Linked DNA regions of Zea mays: regions 2 and 3 are each linked to region 1. The links are chromatin contacts, called in public Hi-C maps. All regions are on one chromosome and are shown on one strand. The core of a region is the stretch at or near the end of the contact, and the rest is flanking DNA. Distances in the headings are between cores, read along the strand shown. Region 1 has its middle 3.7 kb from the start of LOC111590744. Region 2 has its middle 16 kb from the start of LOC100381809. Region 3 holds the start of LOC100278970.

The links. Hi-C and Micro-C count contacts between places; a contact is called where the count stands out from the background.
Region 2: a Hi-C map of leaf mesophyll shows a contact between it and region 1, with 2.2 times the contacts expected there. The contact joins two enhancer-like sites. A contact is called at or near these places in 4 of 25 Hi-C or Micro-C datasets (bundle sheath, leaf and leaf mesophyll).
Region 3: a Hi-C map of bundle sheath shows a contact between it and region 1, with 4 times the contacts expected there. The contact joins the promoter of LOC100278970 here to the enhancer-like site in region 1. A contact is called at or near these places in 6 of 25 Hi-C or Micro-C datasets (bundle sheath, ear, endosperm and 2 more).

Annotation. Positions count from the first base shown.
Region 1 is chr1:143,469,615-143,473,979 of Zm-B73-REFERENCE-NAM-5.0, forward strand. No RefSeq gene overlaps it. Among protein-coding and RNA genes, the nearest start is that of LOC111590744, 3.7 kb to the right of the region's middle. Within about 2 kb of position 3,042, at least 15 of the 20 cell types and tissues checked have an H3K27ac peak or open chromatin away from gene starts, as enhancers often do. A contact at or near this core is called in bundle sheath, ear, leaf and 2 more, where this site is marked.
Region 2 is chr1:143,572,030-143,575,791 of Zm-B73-REFERENCE-NAM-5.0, forward strand. No RefSeq gene overlaps it. Among protein-coding and RNA genes, the nearest start is that of LOC100381809, 16 kb to the right of the region's middle. Within about 2 kb of position 1,457, at least 17 of the 20 cell types and tissues checked have an H3K27ac peak or open chromatin away from gene starts, as enhancers often do. A contact at or near this core is called in bundle sheath, leaf and leaf mesophyll, where this site is marked.
Region 3 is chr1:143,345,144-143,349,356 of Zm-B73-REFERENCE-NAM-5.0, forward strand. LOC100278970 reads left to right here and starts at 2,635. Exons shown (of 4, transcript NM_001152063.2): 1 at 2,635-2,904; 2 at 2,985-3,067; 3 at 3,146-3,348. The coding sequence starts at 2,690. It overlaps LOC100274631, which reads right to left and starts at 4,025. Exons shown (of 1, transcript NM_001365149.1): 1 at 3,360-4,025. The coding sequence starts at 3,964. The coding sequence ends at 3,581.

The DNA of each region.
Region 1 (4,365 bases), core at 1,792-4,291:
GCGATATCTTTTAAAATATAATTCCAAATCAAACACATAAGTACTCATTGGAAAGATAAGACAAAGCCCTACATGATTATAATACTGGTTAATACTAATTACCCACGAAAAATTCCCAGAAACTGCTAATACTACTGCTGTTCATCCACCTGAAAAATCTGTTTTTTTGGACAGCAACATACCCGGATTCAAACAACGATATCTCCTAAATTATAACTCCGAATCGAGCGCATAAGTACTCGTTAGAAAGGTATGACAAAGCTCTACATGATTATCCCACTGATTCCCACTAATTACCCCACGAAAATTCCCAGAAATCCCTAGAACTACTGCTGTTCACCCACTCACAAAATTCCTGGACAGCACCTCTACCGATTCGCAAAGATAAACACATAATCCAATTGATTGCAGCACAAAAACAACAAAAGTTAATCACAAATTCACCTTAGGTTCTTCCCTTCCTCCTTCCTTCTTCCTCCCTCCAAACTCCAATTGAGATCGCAGCCACACGACGGAGAACCACACGGGAGGGCTGCACCTTGGAGGAGGGGGAGAAATGGGGGGGGGGGCGGCTAGGGTTTTGGGTGGTGAGGGCTGCAAAGATTTGAGGAGGAAGAAGATGGGAGAGGGGGGGGGCGTCCAAGAGAAAGGGGAGGGGAAGGGGGCGGCTGCAACAACCCAAGGGGGAAAAAAGGGGGGGCGGCTAGGGTTAGGGGAGGGTTAGTGGGCCGGATTGCGATTCGCGGCCCAACTCGCTTGCACGACAGCTCCCGACCAATCACTCTACTGCTATACTGGTGAATGTTTTCCATAAATTCTAAATCCCCAAAGCGCGACACCCGAATAAGAGAAAAAACAAACAAAAAGAATAACCTTCAACTTCTCTTCTTTGCAAACCGGGTATCACATTGCACTTGGCTCTAGACCTTGACTTCTCACAGCCAGACGAAGATCCCCATTCTAATAACTGCTTCGGGAGTGATCTGGTGAAGGAAAATCTAGTATGTCTTTAAAACTTCAACCACAAATCTGCTCAACAGGAACCGAAGTCCAGCTTTGAAGAAGCTTCAGAAGATCACAACTTCGTTTTCTTCGAGAGCAGGAATGGCCCTATCTACGTCAACCCTCACAATAGACATATCTCGAAAATACCTTCCTCTCATATTATCAAGATGACTCTGTTTGATAGTTGATTTCCCAAAGACTGCATGACTTGGTCGCTATGGCCGATCTTCAGAGTCTTCGCCTCCACTCTCCACATCATAGCTGTCGCTATCAACAGTATCTTCAGACAAGTCTTCCAGTATCTCTTTAGTAATCTTCTCTGTATTTGTTTTTGCTATTGACTTAACAAATCCAGCAGTCTTCTCCTCAAGGAGCTTCTCCTCTTCGGTTAGCTTCGACTCAGCAACTGTCTTCTTGTCTTGAGACATTTTCTCTTCGGAAATGACGAAAACGTGTCCTTCAAACCGAAGCTCAAAAGCTTGAGAGCTATCAAGCGCTAGTAAGCACAAGTTATAAAATTGAGAAAATAAGGCAAATGACACAAGCAGTGTATCAAGTGCAGTCGGTGTGAGTTCTTATTTATACGCCCAATGCGCTCCAAGTTGCAGGGCCCCGTCTGTCATTGATTGTTGCTATTCTAGCAAAAGGAAGGTGTTTTTTCGGACCTTCGGCTTAGGGCCTTCGTCCATGTCGTAATCTGAATTCGTCATTCTAACAAATTAATATTGCGAGGGGCTACTGTTGGGGGCCTTCGTCTTCCGAAGGTCCTCAAAAACATGATTTAACAATATTTCCCGAGTGTAATATATGAACAGGTGCCTTCGGACTCGGATCAGAACCACGCAGTGTGAAAAGCACGAACAATACGAAGGTTGACGCAGCGCCGAAGCTACGCGCAAGGGAGCTTCGGCATAACGGCAAAAAGGGAACCAACTTAAAAGGGAAAAGACTATTTAGACCTCGGTGGACTACCTCAAAGTCATTAGCAAATGTGAAGGGCATGGATGTAATTTTACACGGGCTGTGTCCCGTGCCTATAAATAGATTAACAGTACCCCCGTACTGTTCACGCTGACTTGTACTCATTTTTGCGTCACGCTTGTACTTTCATTTTCTGTCAAGCCGAAGGTACAAATGTAATTTAGTATTGTTATTATTCATTTATGATTATATAATAAGAAACGTGTATGATGATATTATATGTTTGTTCACATTATCCCTTATGTTTTACATGCCTCATTCGCCTTTGATATGTTTATACATATATGCTGAGATGACGAAGGTATGTCCTTCATGACCTTCGTCCGAAGATCATTATATCTTTAGGGAAATAATGTTCCGAAGGACGAAGGGCATTAACAAATAACCTGTTTTTGTGTTGCCTTATTCTCAATTTATAGCATTTAAGAACGAGTCCCCAATAATTAAGCATATATATATATATATATATATATATATATATATATATATATATATATATATATATATATATATATATATATATATATATATATATATATATATATATATATATATATATATATATATATATATATATATATATATAGCAAGATCATGCACCCCAAAGGCCCAAAGCATCCGTTGTAAACAGATGCTAATAAGGGCCCTAACCCTAATCATGCACACACACACCCAACGATACCTTATATGGCCTAGTTCGTTGTACTGGATTCTCCATGCAATTTTCTATTCTCTGTTCTCTTCGTGGGAACAAAAGCTATGGCTAGCTTTTAGGGGCGCAAGGCAGGAGGATCAAAAGGTGGTGAGAAAAAGGCGCGTCTTTTCTCCTTCTCAAGGCACAGCACACGCCACACTATCATGTATGCTACCATCCTTTTCTCGATCTGCCCCCTCCATCTTCCACCATCAGCCATCAACTTTATTTTTAGCCTTTCCTTTTTCTGGTGGTGGATGGCAATGGCGATGGATGCCGACGGCCGGCACTGAGCGCGCCGGGATTCCCTTGTAGCGAATGGTTTTGCACGTCTGCGTCACGCGGTCCATACGGACGTGGAAAAAACACAAGAGGTAGCACTGTCGATGCGTCGCTATCCTTGGGTTGCAACTAGGGTAGCTAGCTAGCCCTAGTATGGGAATTAGCAAACTTACATTTTTGCGTGGTCCATGGTTGATGTGCTGCTCAGCTCTTGACTGCGCTATATATATATATATATATATATATATATATATATATATATATATATATATATATATATATATATATATATATATATATATATATATATATATATATATATATATATATATATATATATATATATATATATATATATATAATCTTAATAAGGTAGCGTGTGCACTTGGAACTGTTTAAATGATTGTTTTATGTGGGTCATAAATGGTAATTGTGACCTTTGGACCGTGCAAGAAGGTAGATTCTCACTGTATCATATCCCTTATCCCATCGAAAAAATCCCTTATCGTATACTAGTATGTCTTCAAGATGGAAAATCCAAAAAAAATTTGATCACACAAGACTTTCAAAATAAAAAAAAATAAAGGTAAGAAAGGAACGGGAAGAGATCTCAGTGCGCCTAAACATATTTATGGGTACGGCTTGAATTAAATATTATTTGGTTGCACCTTAATCTATCCTAATCCATATGTATTTGGGTAGAGAAACTAGTAATATTTTTTTACCCAAATACAACCTTCTTTTGGTTTTGTGGGGATGAGAAGGGATTGAGGAAGAGATTTCAACCCCCCAACAAATTAAAATCATTTTTAATCCCTTTCAATTTTCTTTGACAACTTGTTTGACTATATCCCTTTTGGATGTAGATATTAGTATATAGAATTGGGAATTGAAATCAGTTTTCTGAATTTTGTTGTTTGGTTGCACATGAAATTGAAATTTGGAATCAGAGAGCCAATTCCGTGGTATTGTACTATAACTAGAAACTTTCCCACCCAATTCAGAGTATCACACCTCTATATTTCGTGGAATTAAACCACCCAATTCCAAACTCCAATACAGTGACATCCAAACAATAGAATTGGAACTGCGTCTCATTTCAATATCACGACTGATTTGGTATTGAAACCAATTCAATTCCATACCCTCCAATATTGACATCCAAACGAAGCATTAGACAATTCACTTTGATATATCTGGATTACTAAACACGAGTGCAGCGAAACAAAACCTAGAGAGAGTAACTGAGAATAAAAGCATATTCTCTAATACCTCGTTTGGATTTGGATATTGGAGCACGAAATTGGGAATTGGATTTAGTTTTACTGAATTATGTTGTTTGGTTGCATATGAAATCACTACACGACGGTTGATCTTTAGCGACCCTTATTAGGTACCAAATG
Region 2 (3,762 bases), core at 207-2,706, 100 kb after region 1:
ATGGGAATATTCCGGGGATAGTCCAGGTGCCTGAGGGTACATGTGTCCTTACACTGAGACGTTGGGCACTCAGGCACCTATAAATATCCTCGTACAGTGCCCTTGAGAGGCTGGATTAACAGAGCTATTTCCATCTCAAGTTGAAACCCTGTTTACGTTGCTTTCATTCCCCCCGTTGGATCAACTTGCCCAAGAGAGCAAGTTCCAACACTTGGTACTTGTTGATCTTCACTTATGGTCTTCATAATGTCTTCTTTTGAGGTGTTGCTTCCTCAATGCCTTAGTCCAAATCACTTTAGCATCCTGTGAACTACAAACATAAACACTAGCAAACACATTCATCCACAGGTTATGTTGATCATCAAACACCAAAATCACTTATCCAAATGGCTTGAGGTCCATTTTGCTTACACACAGAAAGCTGCAACTTGCTTTCTAATGGCTAGTTTTTCTTTGGACTATATATACCACCCCACCCTGCTGTTTGGGGGTGTGGGAGCTCAAGCAACATACCAAGTGAAGTCAGGCACATCTCCATATCTCCAAACACCTAAGTTCTTAATAGAATCACTCGATGATTAGCGTAGGTGCTTTGTGAAATTCTTAGATTATTTAGACCGCTATTGTGCTTGCTCTAGGTTGTTCCTAGTAGATTGAGTGAGGTTATAAAAACCCATACAAACCCCTCAGCTCTTGCGCGAGTCGTTGTAATTTTATCAAGTGGGGTGAGGGTCTTGTGAAACCACACCAACCGTGATTGTAGTATGACCGCCACCATGTACTGGAGGGAACGAGGCCCATGACATTTTGATCAAAAGTTCGATAGTGAAGATGAAGGGGAGTGTCCGAGAGGAGGCCGAAAGCAGAGCACAGCTTGCACGTGGATAAGGCCTACATGTAATGCCCAAAATTGGTATAAGAGGAAGATAATAGGATAAATAAATAAATATACTTATATGCTAGTGTTTTGGGGATTTCTTGATCTTATTTTCTTTGTGCATATTCAACTAAAGGAATTAAAGTAGTCAAATGACAAATAAATAAATGCATAAATGTGCATTCCATGTTGGATTCTTGTATTTTTGTATTTGTATTCAAATTTATGAGACAAGTTTAAGTTCGAAAAATAGAATTTGAAAATGGAAAGAGAAATAAGAAAAGAGAATGAAATAAAAAATGGAAAATACATTACAATGAAAAATATATATATATATATGTATATAAACAATTATAATTCTTCATGCTAGTACTTTATTTGTGCACTTAATTTGTGAAACTCACCAGCAAATTTGAATTCAAACTACCAAATTTGGAAATTTAGAAAGAGAGACAAAATTGAAATAGAAAAGAAAAAGATAAAGAAAACATGCATTGTGGGCCTAATCCACACCTGCTTGGCCCATCAAACCGGTCCAGCTTCCCTCGCCGGCTGACATGCGGGCCCACGACCAACACCACCACGCGGCCCATCCCTCTACGCTCTCGCGCCAGCAGACACCATGGACCCAATCGCTAGCCTCCCTACCCTCGTATGCGCTGGAGAACCCTGGTCGCGGGCAAATGGGACCATGCTGTTAGGTCATCTTCCCCAACAATTCCCTCATAACAGAACCTCCGCGGCTCCTGCTGACGTACTCATATGCCGATACCGCCGTGGGTGGTTACACCCTCCCTATCCATCGCGTGCTGCCCGTTGCTGGGGAGTTCTACCTTCTCGGACAATAAAACTGAGCTCGAACCTATCCTCCTGGCCATCTCCACGGTCAGGGCATGAGGGAGTTCGTCGTCGACATGATCACGCCACACCATTGTTGAGACCCTCAACGGCAAACTAGGGCGGTCAACGGTGCTCGCCTCTGGTGAGTCGCATCTTCACCAGGCGGGTGGGAGACTGGAGTCCAAGAAGTGCTCACCGGAGCCTAGGAGCCATGGCGCAGCCGCATCATCACGTGGACAAGGGTGCACACGCCGTCATTCTTCGGTGAGAAACCCCTCTGGGCTCCCATTATCATCCACGCATAGTATATACCCGAGTATTGTAGATATCGTCGCGTCGTGGTCTAGGAATTTATCACTGGAGTTCTCCCTCCGCCGCATAATCACACCACGCCATGGTCAGCACCAACACCACTCCGATGGGCGGTATGAACCCTCTCTGCATGTTCGCCATCTTCCCCTCTAAGTTTAGCACCGATCAATTTCAAGGTTGGGCGATTAGGCGTCGGATCGTGTGGCCGGCAGCGAAGCTCCGCCGCGGGTATGCCCTGCGGTGCCACCGTGTTCAGTTGGGGTTGGTGGCGTGGTCGCATCCGTTGATCTAGGGATCGGCGGCTAGGCTCAAACAAGCTATGGGACGTTGGTCTATCAGGGAACGGCCACGATTAGATATGTGAGAACTTTGTCATTTTAAATCAGTGCTGCAGATTGACGAATGGGTGGATCGGATGGTGTCGTTGCGGGGGGAATTTCGGGCCGTGGATCTCGGATCCAAGGGCAGGTATCACATACCGGTTCTGGTTTTACGGGATCTAATGCATGTCGTTGGTTTTAGATCGGGCAGCTGGGAATCAAGGACACCCTTTCAGCCGTGAAACAAATACAAAAGAGCCCTCGGTTTTCTTTTAAATCAACCCGCAGTCTGGGTATGTGGAGAGATCAGTACGGTTAGGTCCAGATTTTTCACGGGTTAAACCCTGAAGATTTAAGGAATAGCGCCCGTAGTCCATCCAGTTCAGAAATAATAAAATAAACATGGAAATTGATTCCCAAGTATAAAAATAATTCTTGAAATCTTAGAAAACTCATAATTTACGTGTTTTAACTTTGTTTTACTCTGTTCTGGTTGCGTTAGCTTCGTAATAAAATTACCTACGCAGTGATGACATTATTTGTACCATAAAACATATCTTTATAAATAGATAGAGGTTAGCCTATTATTAGTAGATTTATCCTTCCAACCAAAGTTAAATTAATCCATGACGATAATTGACTAAAATATGATTTCTAATCAAACTATAATCTAGGTTAAAGTTTAATTAATTATTTGGAGTATATTTTCTCATATGATGTATATTAACCAATTTATAATATAGTTTAATATTTAATCACGTAGATCTTCGGAAAATCGTACCTTTATAATCGTAACTCCGAATTTGGTGGTTCTCGAACTCACGATCTCGTAGCATCGCGTAGATTATTATTATGCGGTTTGTTCTTATGTTGGGTGTGATGTTAATTTTGCCTATACCATGTTTGTTGTATTGCTATGAATAGCAGTGAGTTCACGAGTCACTTGAAGACAAGTTGGTACCTGAAATCTTGAGTCTAAGACAAGTTGTGCCCTTGATCACTTTTCTTTACCCAATAATGTTCCTATTAATCACTATGACATGCTCAGTTTAATCTGATGGGACCAAATAGGTTTCTCTAGACTTGTTTATCCCACACCTTGTTTACCACTGAACTTTTGGGTAGTTTTGCTATTGCTCTACCTGGTTTGGGGATTAATATTACATTATGATCATGTTCCAGTTATACTGTTGTTTAATTATTGTTCATGACAAGATCATTGTGTTAATTGGAACATAGAGCTTAACTTGAGAAACACGTGCTACCATAAGGGTGGAATGGGACGCCCTTGGCTGACTAATTAGGAAAGCTAGTTGAGGACTACCTTACCCGAAAGGGGCAAGGGCAGTAGGGGAGTTGTCGGTATAGGAAGGTTCTCGGGGTGATCATGTTGCGATGGCTTTTCGGACGGGG
Region 3 (4,213 bases), core at 1,385-3,884, 120 kb before region 1:
CCTATGATAAATGATATCTAGGCAAACTAATTAGTCCACGTGGTTTGTGATGGACGTCAACCATTAAAATCGATTATAGGAAATGATTAAGCCCATTTCGCTTTCACATGTCACGGTGATTATCAAGAACATTATTAGGTAAATAAAAGTGATCAAGGGCACAACTTGCCTTTTTGGTGCAACTACAGGTACTTCTCCAATTGGAGCTTCAGGTTCCTCGAGACCTCGCTTCTATTCGTAGCAATACATATAGAGAGACAAATAATAGGTAAAAATAACATTACACCAAGCATGAGAACAAATTGTGTAATAACATTCCACGTGTCGCTACAAAATTTTAGGTTCAAGAACCACTAAAATCAGAGTTAAAATGGAGATGTTATGAATTTCTGAAGTTTCTAAGTTATTTCATATTAAGTTTTATATTTAAAACCATTTTTAACAATTAATTTATAAGAAAAACTGAGATCTATGTTGTGGGTCATATTCTAGATAAGTTTAGGGTCTATTTTCTAAAATTCTGGACCTCACGGTAATAGTCTTTGATTAGAGATGGACTGCAGATTATTTCCCCCCGACTTTGGGGACTCTTTAGCAAAAATCCACGACCGAAGTGGTATCCTCGCGACTGGGCCATCCATCCTGAGATCAATGGCTCAGATTTAATCTACGAAGGGGTACGCTCTGATGTAATCCTAGCCCTCCATCTCACAACTGGCGACCTGGATTTAAAAACACCTAGATCCAATCCAGATCGATGGATCGCAGATCAATGGCTCAGTTTTAACCAAGCATAACAGTTCACTTCTTCTAATTTGGGCCGTTTGTTCCGTGGTCGACGGCCAGCGCGTTATCTTCTCACCCAGACATCCGAGAACGGCGGCGCTGTCGGCCTCCATGGCAGACGGATGGCCGTAGCCACGCCATTCAGCGGTGTAAGGCCATAAACCATAATCCGAAGGCAGCCACACGATGCATACACCAATGTGAATCACACGGAGAAGTTCTTACCTGGAGCTCCAGCGATGAATCCTCTCATCACTGCAGCGACACCCGATGAATTGGTGACATCTGACATCCCTAACTTTCACGAGTCCTGACGAACCTCCTCGACCACATACTGCAGCAAATTGATGGCGAGGCTGAGCACATAATCGGGGTGGCGTCAATTCTCTCTCTCTCTATATATATATACGCTTGACAATGGATGCAGTCGCTTTCTAGGGTCCTGTGGAGGCCGCAATGGCTAGAGGAGAGGTAGGCGGCCATGTTATATTCTCGAGGGGTCGACACACGGGCTGAAACTAGGAAGATTTTGTGAGCCGCGCGAATCTTGGGCAGTTGTAACAACTTTGTTCGCGACGGACTTGACGGGGAAGAAGCTACTAGCAAATGGGCCCCGGACACCACTAACTTGTTGTTTTTTCGCGCGGTGAATGGGGTGGCTGAAGTGCGGGTCCCACGAGCTAGAGACGTGAAGCGTGAGACATTGGCGGGTGGGTCGCGAAGTCAGTGATGCGAGCGAATTGTGAAACTGGCCTAACGGCCCCACCTGCTCGAGCGCACCTCACGCAGATGACTAAGCAGGAGGCCCACCAGGCAGAGGAATTTGGCCAGCGCACGATAGTGACTGATCGGTGGGGTCTCCAAGTCAGCAGACGCGCGGCTGGAGTACTGCTGGATCGCACTGGTGATGCGGTTCTGGGCCGGAATGTAGGTTTCGGCCCAGACAAGGTAGTCTCTCTCTATATATATTTTTTATTTTCATTTTTTCCTGTTTTCTTTTTCTTGTTTTATCATTTCTCCTATTTCAAATATAGTTTGAACACCCAATTAAATGCACAATCAACAAAAAAGGCTCCGCATGCAATGCATGGTTGATTTTACTTATATACCAATTATTCATTTAGTCAAATGCCTCATATGCAACCCTTAGAGAATAGAAATGGTTATCTAATAATATTAACTCCTCGTGTAGAACTTTCATTAAGAGATGTTGTTTTTTAAAAAATATAGTTTAACAAAAAGTGGATAAATTAACTCATTTGGTGTAATATTTTATTAGAAAATATATTTACTTTGGGATAAGTAACTTGAAAGGTAATAAGATACTTATTAAAAGATATTTCAATTTAAAACTTTTAAAAAACTTTTATAAATCCTAAAATATAATTTTAGGGTGTTATACGTTGTCATCGCTAGTTCAGCGAGCCATACTCGAGTGCACTTGATACTTGATCGGTAAAGAAAGCGGGAAGTTTATGATGATATACGAAACTTACAAGCCACGTGTCGTCATAGGGTTACGTCGATCCGAACTAACTGAGAAAATGAAAAAGGATATCCACCCGAACGTTGTTGCTTGGAAGCTTCAGGTTTCGGCACCAGCATGCTAGCATGTCTGCTATCCGTCTCACAATCCACACATGACACCGCATCCCCTTTTGCCTTCCCAAGGCTATATCTGATCCGGAAATCGACTGCCTTTGACGTGCACAGATCATTCACCCTAACTTCACATCCAACAATTCCTTGCAAGCTAACGAATGGACACGCTTTCAATCCTCACGCCGTTGCGCGTGGCGAGGTGTCCATGTTGTACATATACGCGCTCGTTCCACGTTGTTGATCGATGTGCATAAGGACCCAGCGATCAGGAGCTGACTGTTTTGTCCTCCAGCAATCGGCCATGTCGTCCCTGGTCAGGTCGTTCGGGTCTCTCTACTCCCAGAAGCTCCGCTCCACCACCCGTCTCGGATCCGCGACGGCGGCGCCACCGCGTTTCCAGGCGTTGGTCCGATCGGGATTCTCGGGCTCCAGCCACGGGGGAGACGTGAGACGTCCGCCGGCTCGGCCGAGCCAGCATCAGTCTCAGGACAAGGAGCGGACGCCTTTCTTCATCTTGTGATTGCTCGACTGTTCTGTCCGTTGTACAGTTATTAGTGGGTCCCGGTGCGGCTCCTAATTCCTCTGCTGCACTGCAGGGCAAGGCTGGCCGTCGGTTCTATTCTTGCTGCTGCAGCGCCAATGCTGCATTCCAGATGGGCGTCGTTCCTGCTGATTCAGAGTAGAGCAAAGAGCCCTGTACCGCGCGCCGCGAAACTCTGCACCGATGCAAAATTTAACTCTGCGCCGATGCCATCAGGTGAGGTGGATATGGTGAAAGACACGGCGGAGGTAGTGGCGGAGGCCGTCGAGGACGCGGCCACCGTCGCAGAGAAGGTGTCGTCGGAAGTGGCCGAGCAGCTGCCCGAGAACGGGAGGCTGAGGACAGCGGTCGTGCTCCTGGAGCACGCGTCCAAGGAAGTCGCCGAGGAGGCACACCTTGCACAGAACATCATCCACAAGGTACACACCAGCTTGCAGTGTCATATGTTTGCTTGCGGAGCATAGAAACAACTCCCGTTCAGAAAATTGATAGGATTACACATCCTCATCTCTGTCTCAGACCTCTAAATGACAAACAAACAAATAAATAAATAAACAATGGATCGTAAAACAGAGCAAACAGAGGGCATCTATCAACAACAGCAGAGCGGCTCAGGTGCAGCTGCAGCTCCTCAGATCCACTTCCGGATGTCTAGAACACGACGGCGGCGGCTGCCACAGCGCCGGCGATGGCGACGAAGCTGATGGCGGAGGCAGATGCGGCTGTGCTCTTCTCCGTGACGGGCGCGGCGGCCGGAGTCAGAGCGGAGGCTCCCGCCGGGGCCATCGCGTCGCCAAATCCCGCACCGGCGGGGCTCGTGGCTGGAGCGTCGGCGGAGGGGGCGGACGCCGGCGACATCGTGGGAGGCGAGGGCGGGGAGGCCATGGGGGCCCTGGTCGGCGGCGGCGGGAGAGGGGCCATCTTGGGTGGCGCAGGGGCTGGGGCGCGCTTGGGCGACGCGGCAGGGGCCTGCGCCGTGGCCGCGACGGCAAAGAGGGCGAGGAGAGCAACGAGGACGGCGGCGACGCGGGCCATCGATCTCACCAAGTGACAGTGACTTCCTTCCTGGATTGTATAGTTAAAAAAACTTGGCGATGAGAGAAGGCCGCACGCGACGCCGTATTTATAGGCGAGGCGGCAGTGGCCGCTGGGTTCGTTTTCAAATACTTTCGGGTACTTATTAGCCGTTGGCCCTGGTTGCTTGTGTCCAGTGCAACGGCGGCACACGACGGGCCACCGGAAGCAGCTCGTGAATCGTGATAGGACATGGGACCGTGACGTCGT